Linked DNA regions of Mus musculus: regions 1 and 2 are each linked to region 3. Evidence: chromatin contacts called from public promoter capture Hi-C data. All regions are on one chromosome and are shown on one strand. The core of a region is the stretch at or near the end of the contact, and the rest is flanking DNA. Distances in the headings are between cores, read along the strand shown.

Evidence for each region. Promoter capture Hi-C pulls out the DNA fragments that hold promoters and counts their contacts.
Region 1: a contact with region 3 is called in a promoter capture Hi-C map of embryonic stem cells, with 4 times the contacts expected there. A contact is called at or near these places in 7 of 39 promoter capture datasets (the HPC-7 cell line, cranial neural crest, embryonic stem cells and 2 more) and 1 of 9 other capture datasets (embryonic stem cells).
Region 2: a promoter capture Hi-C map of hippocampal neurons shows a contact between it and region 3, with 4 times the contacts expected there. A contact is called at or near these places in 16 of 39 promoter capture datasets (the 3T3-L1 cell line, the C10 cell line, HPC-7-derived erythroid cells and 9 more), 2 of 130 datasets of targeted methods (embryonic stem cells and neural tube) and 3 of 9 other capture datasets (embryonic stem cells, liver and macrophages).

Annotation. Positions count from the first base shown.
Region 1 is chr19:8,496,385-8,499,090 of GRCm38.p6, reverse strand. No RefSeq gene overlaps it. Among named protein-coding and RNA genes, the nearest start is that of Slc22a30, 93 kb to the right of the region's middle.
Region 2 is chr19:8,568,392-8,571,091 of GRCm38.p6, reverse strand. No RefSeq gene overlaps it. Among named protein-coding and RNA genes, the nearest start is that of Slc22a8, 23 kb to the left of the region's middle.
Region 3 is chr19:7,611,184-7,613,883 of GRCm38.p6, reverse strand. Plaat5 (phospholipase A and acyltransferase 5) reads right to left here and starts at 1,347. Exons shown (of 6, transcript NM_025731.3): 1 at 1,054-1,347; 2 at 461-554. The coding sequence starts at 1,201.

The DNA of each region.
Region 1 (2,706 bases), core at 96-2,595, 890 kb before region 3:
TCCTGTATTTCTTTAAGTGAGTTATTTAAGTCCTTCTTGATGTCCTCTACCATCATCATGAGATATGCTTTTAAATCCAGGTCTAGCTTTCCAGGTGTGTTGGGGTGCCCTGGACTGGGTGAAGTGGGAGTGCTGGATTCTGATGATGGTGAGTGGTCCTGGTTTCTGTTAGTAAGATTCTTACGTTTACCTTTCGCCCTCTGGTAATCTCTGGAGTTAGTTGTTATAGTTGTCTCTGTTTAGAGATTGTTCCTGTGGTGATTTTGTTACCCTACATCAGCAGACCAGGGAGACTAGCTCTCTTCCCTGAGTTTCAGTGGTCAGAACAGTCTCTGCAGGCAAGGTCTCCTCTTTCAGGGAGGTGCACAGTTATCTGGTGTTTGGACCTCCTCCTGGCCGAAGATGAAGGCCCAAAACAGGATCTTTCCCAGAAGCTGTGTTTCTTTGGCCTGCAGACTGCCCGCCGCAGAGTCCGGGAACCAAGGTGGCCCCCGCGGGACGTGAGGTAGAAGCCTCTCGGGCCCGGTGGACACCTGTGCTCTTACCAGGAAGGTGCCAGGTTGCCTGGAGCCGAAAATGGCACCGCTTCAGAGGCTCTGTGGTTCTCGCCCATTCCAGAAGCTGCTGGCCTCTGTGTTCCACACTCTCACCTGCAGACCACCCGCTGCGGAGTCCGGGAACCAAGGTGGCCCCCGCAGAACGTGAGGCAGAAAGAAGCCTCTCGGGCCGGGCGGACCCCTGTGCTCTCACCAGGAAGGTGGTCGGTTGTTTGGAGCCGGAAATGGCGCTGCCTCAGATGCTCTGTGGCTCTCGCCTGTCCCAGGAGCTGCTGGCCTCTGTGTTCCACACTCCCACCTGCAGGCTGCCCGCTGCGGAGTCCTGGAACCAAGGTGGCTCCCGTGGAAGCTGAGGCAGAAGCCTCTCGGGTGGACACCTGTGCTCTGACCAGGAAGGTGGCCGGTTGTCTGGAGTCGAAAATGGTGCCGCCTCAGAGCCAGGTAGCAGTATCTTGAAGAGGAACAGGACAGTGGCTGAACAATAGAATGATCTAGGAAGCCTCCATCTTAGGTAATCTCCTTAGTGGCAGAAAAGGTCAAGGTCTGACTCAGCCTGCTTCAGGTTTGGGGGAGGTTACAATTTCCTCCCTGTTATTAATATTAAAAAAAAAAAGCTGGATGGAGGCATAAAATTCATTTATGCTCTATAGTTCTGCCTGATTTCTTTGGGCCTAGTGAAGAAACCTGTCTCAGTGGGATTCCCTAACTTTTTTCATGGTAAACCCACCTATTCATTAGGCCATTGTGTTTGGGTAAGACTGGTTACAGCCTCAAGTAAACACTCTGCAGACTAGCCCTGAGCTATTCCTGCTTGGTCCTTTGTAATGCTTAATTAGTTACTGAATAGGTAACTTCCTTACTGAATTCCTACTGAATTCCAAGTTTGTCAGCTTCAAGGTCTTTCTAGGACGTTGGAACATTGGCGAAGGCTTAGTTATGTCAGAATTCAATTTTAAAAGGCACTTATAATAAGATAATACTAAAAGAGAGCACATGGATCCATACACTAGACTAACACAGGGATAGGGTAAGAATATACAGGTTATGAGAACGCAAAGTTCCAGGAGGTGAGTTTCTGTGAAACTCTTTGCCTCGTGAGTGCTCCCAGGCCTCTCGGCCTGTGAAACAAACTTCACTGGAGTGTGCATAGCATACTCCCCCTTTCTTAATATATTTCTGCCGAAGTTCCAGAAAGTCCCGCCTCATCGTAGCTACAGGTCTCAGGAGTGCTCTAAAGATGAGTGTAAACACAACGATTTACTAATAAAATAGTGCCAATAATAATAGCAAGTAGGAATATATATTGAACCCAATCCAGAGGATTCAATGCACTTAGGTTATTTTTTAAATCTCTGGCCAATTCATCAATGTTCCAAGTGTCCAAGTGACTATTGCTAATATCTGAAATTTCTGCCTTTCTAGCCTTAATATATGATATGTCCTGCCCTATTGTTAAGACTACTACTTCTAAGAAATTAACCTTTGCCTCCAATCTTTTACATGGCTCTGTGGTGTATTATTAATAAACCACAGCCTCTTGGCATGTACCTCTGTCTAGATTGATATGATTCCAACTGGGTGCCCGTCTTAGACTGTCCGGCCCTCATAGCAAACCTTATTTCCAATTCAGACCAAAGCCACAATATGTACTTAGAATGCTTCTTGGTGAAGATTAATAACTGCCACCTGTGCTGTTGGAGGCAAGGATGCACACTTGCTGCAGTCAGGCTGAAGGGTGTTGACTGACCTACTTGAAAAACAAAGTCAAGACAGTGAAAAGCAACAGTACAAAAGCTTCTTTGGGAAAGTACAGGTACACCCTTCAATTGCAAATTAGCAACGATCAGGCTTAGACTTAGACCTCCTGGTGTGGGGGAGGTGACTTTGAGAATTGCAGAAAGGCTGCAGCTTCTCTGGGAGTGGAGGCTGTGCTCCAAATTAACTTTGCTAGGTAATTAAGATTTTAGCTATCTTCCCTAGGATTCTCTAATACTGGAATTATTACTAGACCAGTCCAAGATTGAGTTAGAATAACTGGTCACAATGAGGGAGGGAGAAGAATCACTATAACTCTTTCTTGTGACTAATCTTTCTAAGTCAGATTACATGGTCTCTAATGTTTTATGTCCCATAAGGTTTAAAAAGCTTG
Region 2 (2,700 bases), core at 147-2,646, 960 kb before region 3:
GTCTTAAGCCTAAGTGGTGACTAGATGGGGTATTCATTATACCATTCTTTCAATTTTCCTGTATTTTTGAAAACTTTAAGAAAAAGCTGAGTGAAAACAGAAACCACTCTTGACCAATATCTAAATATTTGTTTCTCCTCCAGCATGTTCCAGCCAGCTTGACAAAGGCCTAGCTTAATCGGGGACAGATTTCCAGGGAGCAGTGGTGCTATGGTTGGTGTGGTTCCTCCCGAGTTCACCTTTGTCCTCTCATGCTCCTGGTCCTCCAGGAAAGGGGAGGGGAAGGCTGTGTGGGGGCAGTCCCAAACCAACTTAAGGAGAGAAAACAGTTTAGTTGTCTCTGTTGAGAAGAAGCCAAAAGCTTTCCCCAGCTCCCTCTTAGAGTAGAGTCTGGTATTTCAGAGACTCACCTGCCTCTTGCTAATGGTTGTAAATCCTTTCAGAAGCAAACTAAGTCCTTCTTCCAGTTTTCCTCCCCTAAAGTGTTTTCACAAGACCTCCTGAAGCATCTCTTTGAAATTTAACCAGCAAGGACTTCAGTGCCCTATGACCCAGTTTCTGCCAGTGTCCTAGCCTAACCTCAGTTGGGCCTTGCTCCAGATTACCTTCCTACCTACTTTTGGTCTTATTCACAGGGAAAAGGGGGTTTTCATCTGAATAAGGGCATTAAACATAGGTGGCCAGTACAATTACCAGACTTGGATAGACTTTCTGTGAAGTCAGGGTTTTCTTTGTTATCTGTCCATCTGTCCATCATCCACCCATCCACCCTTCCATCTACAGTGTTTCGAATGGGGGCACTTTCTGCTTGGCTACAATAAATGGGGAGAGTTTTTTTCTCTTTGCAGTCTCTTGGTAGCTTGCTGAATGTTACATTCTGCTTTAGTAGTTATTTGGGATTTCCCTTCCTTCCACTTTTGCAGGAGGCTTTCTGGGTTGCCAGGAGATTGCCCCTTTAACTTGTATTTCCCCGGTAAGTGGTGTGTGCACCTTCCAGAGATGCATATTTTTGTGTCATCTTTTCTGTAGAAAGAAATGGCATGACGTTTCCTTCAAGACCCGCTAAGGTCCCATGGGCCCCTGTGTCTAATGTGGTCTCCAGGGAAGGGCCGGCCACCCTTCGACCAGCAGGTCAGCCTTCCTCAGAAAGAGATGGGAGGTGTTCCCTCTGGGACAAAAGTTGAGGCGAGGAATTAACAGACTGAGGTTGACTCTCTGGGTAGTTCAGGAGAAGCAAGTAGTTCAAGAGGCTGCATAGCCAGCCAGCCTCACTCCCCTCGTCCCCGCTTCTGCCCAATCTCTGTATCGGTGTGTAGGGTTCAGGGGAGCGCGAGAGAGGACAGCTTCTTGCATTGTACTGGACGCTGAGGAGGGCCAGAGCGCAAATTTTGTGCCCAGCAGCGGCTAGGTGCCCCCCACCTTCACCCCCGCAGCCCCGCCAGACTAGCTCGACAGTGACATCGTGTGGAAGTATGGAATTGTGGCTTCTCTAACTGATTAAATGAACCGAAGGGGTCGCAGCCCTGGGATAGCTGCACCTGGGAAGAAAGTCAGGTGACAACAAATACAGGGAGCTTGATCAGCAGAGTGGAAAAGCTATATGTGTGGGACAAGACTCCTTTGTAAATAGTATTTCCTGAATGTCTGTTACAGTATTACCGATACTGCTAAGGACCCTTCCTTTCAGATGAAGGGCTGTGGTTAGGTTGGGTATGTGAGGGGTGTTGGTTCTTCTGGATATTGCAGGGAGAATCAGTATTTTTTTTTTTTTTTTCTTCCTATTCTTGTTTCGCGTGTTTCTCCTCCCTCTCCCTCTCCCTCTCCCTCTCCCCTCTTTTCCCCTCCTCCTCTCTCCTTCTCCCCTCTCTCCCTTTCCCTATCTCCCTCTCCTTCTCCCTCTTTCTCCCCTTCCCTCCCCTTTCTTTTTTCCTCTCTCCGTATTTTAACTTTCACTACGTAACTCATGCTGTTCTTAAACTGGTGATCCTTTTACCCGGCCTCTCCAGTCCTTGGGGATTATAGACACACAAAAATATTTTTTTTTGTTTTTTTTCTTTTCTTTTCTTTTCTTTTTTTTTTTTTTGTTTGGTTTTTCAAGACAGGGTGGTTTTTCTCTGTGTAGTCCTGGCTGTCCTGGAACTCACTTTGTAGACCAGGCTGGCCTCGAACTCAGAAATCTGCCTGCCTCTGCCTCCCAAGTGCTGGGATTAAAGGTGTGGGTCACCACTGCCTGGCACACACAAAAATTTTTTTTTGTTTTTTTGTTTGTTTGTTTTGTTTTGTTTTGTTTTGTTTTTTTTTGACACAGGGTCTGGCTCACCTGAAACCTGCTATGAGGATTAGGTTGGCCTCACACACATAGAGATCTGCCCACTTCTGCCTCTCTCTCTCCTGTGTAGGCTTGGCTGTCTTGGAAGTTGCTTTCTAGACCAGGCTGGCCTTGAACTTATAGAGATCCGTCTGCCTCTGCCTCTCAAGTGCTGAGACTAAAGGCATGTGCCACTACTGTCTGGCAGTGAGATGTTTTAAAATTATTGAGAATGACCATGGTATGAACTCCATGACAGCTGTGCTTATTATTAAATTATTAAATGTTATATTAAATTTAATATTAAATTAATTAGTATTATTAAATTATTAACGTATGTGCCAGCACATTTCTGTAACACCCCGGAAAGATGTAGCAATGACTTTTTCTGG
Region 3 (2,700 bases), core at 98-2,597:
GAGCTTTCTGATTATTTTCTAATTTGCACATTATTCTTTTCAAATCTCTATCAGTGAGTGATACACACTGATCTTAAAAGGAGAGAAGACGGTACATAATAGAGTATAATAAAATGCAAAACGCCTCAAACCTCCTCTCCTTGCCCCAACCTAATGCCCAGGCACAAACCTCCTAAATTTTTCACTGGTTTGTACTCCTACAAACTCACTCAACTTTGATGAGTCTGGAGAGTGGTCTTGTGGGTAAAAACTTCCACAAGATACGCCAACAGTCATCAGGTCTGCAGCCTAGTTCAATCTTACCCAGCAGGCGCTACTCACTAGTTTGTCCTTGGCAGAAACCATCTGGAGGAGGCAGGTTAGGGGGTGGGTATGGTGTTCTGCAGAACTAGCATCTAAATAAGATCTTCAAAAATGCTTCTGGTACCCAAAGCCCCAGTCCTCATAGTAAGACTCTTACCCCTGCTGAAAGCTTCGGGCCTGTTCTAATCGGCGGTCTTGCTTGAGTTGCTTCGGCAAGAACTGGACCAACAGCGCTTGAGAACTCGCTGAGTCTAGTTCAGGAGGGAAGGGGTGTGATTTAATACACAGCTGCCTTCTATGGGGGAAGGAGGGAGCCCCATGAAAGACCAACTCGAGTCAAAAGTGGGCTGCATGTTCTGATTTAGAATGGTGTCTAAAGCCAGGTGTGGTGGTGAATGCCTCTAATCCCACCACTCTGAAGGCAGAGAGGCAGACGCATTTCTGTGAGTTCCAGGCCAACCTGATCTACATAGTAAGAGTTTGCGGCCAGCCAGGGCTACATAGCAAAACCCTGTCTCAAAAAAAAATTATATCTGTGTGTGTGTGTGTGTGTGTGTGTGTGTGTGTGTGTGTGTGTATAAAATAAGAATTAGAACTGTGTCGGTTCCTGCTTTGCCCTCCATAAAATTTGTATGGGGGCTGTCTAGACGCAAGCAACTGCCAAACCATTTCTGGCAGGGGCCAACCGCTGGGAATTACCCTCAAAGATCTCGAGGGAGAGACCCTACTCCTGGGACTCCTGGGGCAGACCTGAGTGGGGTACAGTTGACTGTCCAGTTGCAGATTGGGTGTCACTTGACTCTGTACTTGAGGTCTTCGAGATCTGCGTGGGGCGTGGCCATGGGACCCTGGAAAGGCGGATCCCGAACTCCCCGCTGGCTGCTGGGCTCAGGCCCATCCCGCTGGGGCCAGCAGGGACAACGCGCCTGCAGGGAGGTGCGGACCAGGGTCCGCCTAGCCCCGGGATCATGGGCACTGGGGCCAGCGGGGCTGGAACGGAGGTGAGAGAGGTGGGGCGTCGCCTCCAGGGAGCGCGTGTCAAACGGCGGCGAGAGCGCGTGGGGCGGGACGCGCGGAATGAGGGCGCGCGCGGGAGCGGGTGGGGTGTGGGCCGCTGCAACTGTGCAGTAAGCGTATGCGTAGACACTGGCGCGGAGGAAGGCGCCCCAGCAACTCAACGGAAAGGCAGGCGCTCCACGCAGGAGTTAGGTCATTCATGAGTCACGCAAAGACGCGGTCCCAAAGTCCCAGAGGCAGCACCTGAGGCCGCTGGAGAAGTCGAGAGTTACTGACTAACCAAACACACCGAGGGCTTTGAGACCGGATTATAAAGGCTGGGAATTTCAATTTCTCTACACAGTGACATCCAGGCAAGCCTCCGCTAGCATGAGACACAAAAGCGAAACACGGGAGCTGGAGTGATGGCTAGGGTTCAGAGCATCTGTTGCTCTTGCAGAGAACTCAGACTAGGCTTCCAGCGCTCACCTGGCGACTCACAAAGGTCTATAAACCCAGTTCCAGAGAATCTGACGCCCTCTTCTGGCCTCCACTAGCTCTAGGCGTGCACATGGTATACAGACATATGTGGACAACACATATGCACATTAAATAAATCTTTTTGAAATGAAAGCCAAATAAATATACAATGTTTACACAAAGATGGGAACACACCCAGTACACAAGCCCCACCTACGTCCCCTGCTTTCCATCCATCTTCTCCCTCCTCCCTGAGTCTAATGTGTCCTTTGTCTCCACAGTCTAATGTGTCCTTTGTCTTTTCCTTAGTTTTTTACTATGGGACCTCGCTCTGCTGGGCAGGCAGGCCTTGAACTCCTGAGCTCAAGGGATCCCCATTTTCAGTCTCAGGACTGCGTACATACAGTGACTCTATCCACGCAAACTTGCACTCTACAAAGTCATGTACTTTCCATTTATGTGTTTGATGTGCTTTGGTCAACTTCACTATTCAAGTCTCCTTCCCTCAAAATCATCTCACCTCAATTTCTCTCCACATCCTTCACAGCCCCCCTCAGACATTCCTGGCCTTACAATTATTATTCCCAAAGTCCACGCATGACAGCATGCATGCTACTTGTCTTTCTGAGTCTGGCATAGTTTGATAAACATGATCCCCCTTTCCTTCCATGTTCCTACAAACAATGAAAAGTCCTTCTTTGCGGTTGAATAAAATACTTTCTCTAGCCATTGATATCCTCTTACCTTTTAACTATTTTTCCAAACCCCCTTTTGCAAACCTAATACCTTGGGGTTTTTTCATGATTGAAGCTTCATTTTTTTTTTAAAGATTTATTTATTTATTATATGTAAGTGCACTGTAGCTGTCTTCAGACACTCCAGAAGAGGGAGTCAGATCTCTTTACGGGTGGTTTTGAGCCA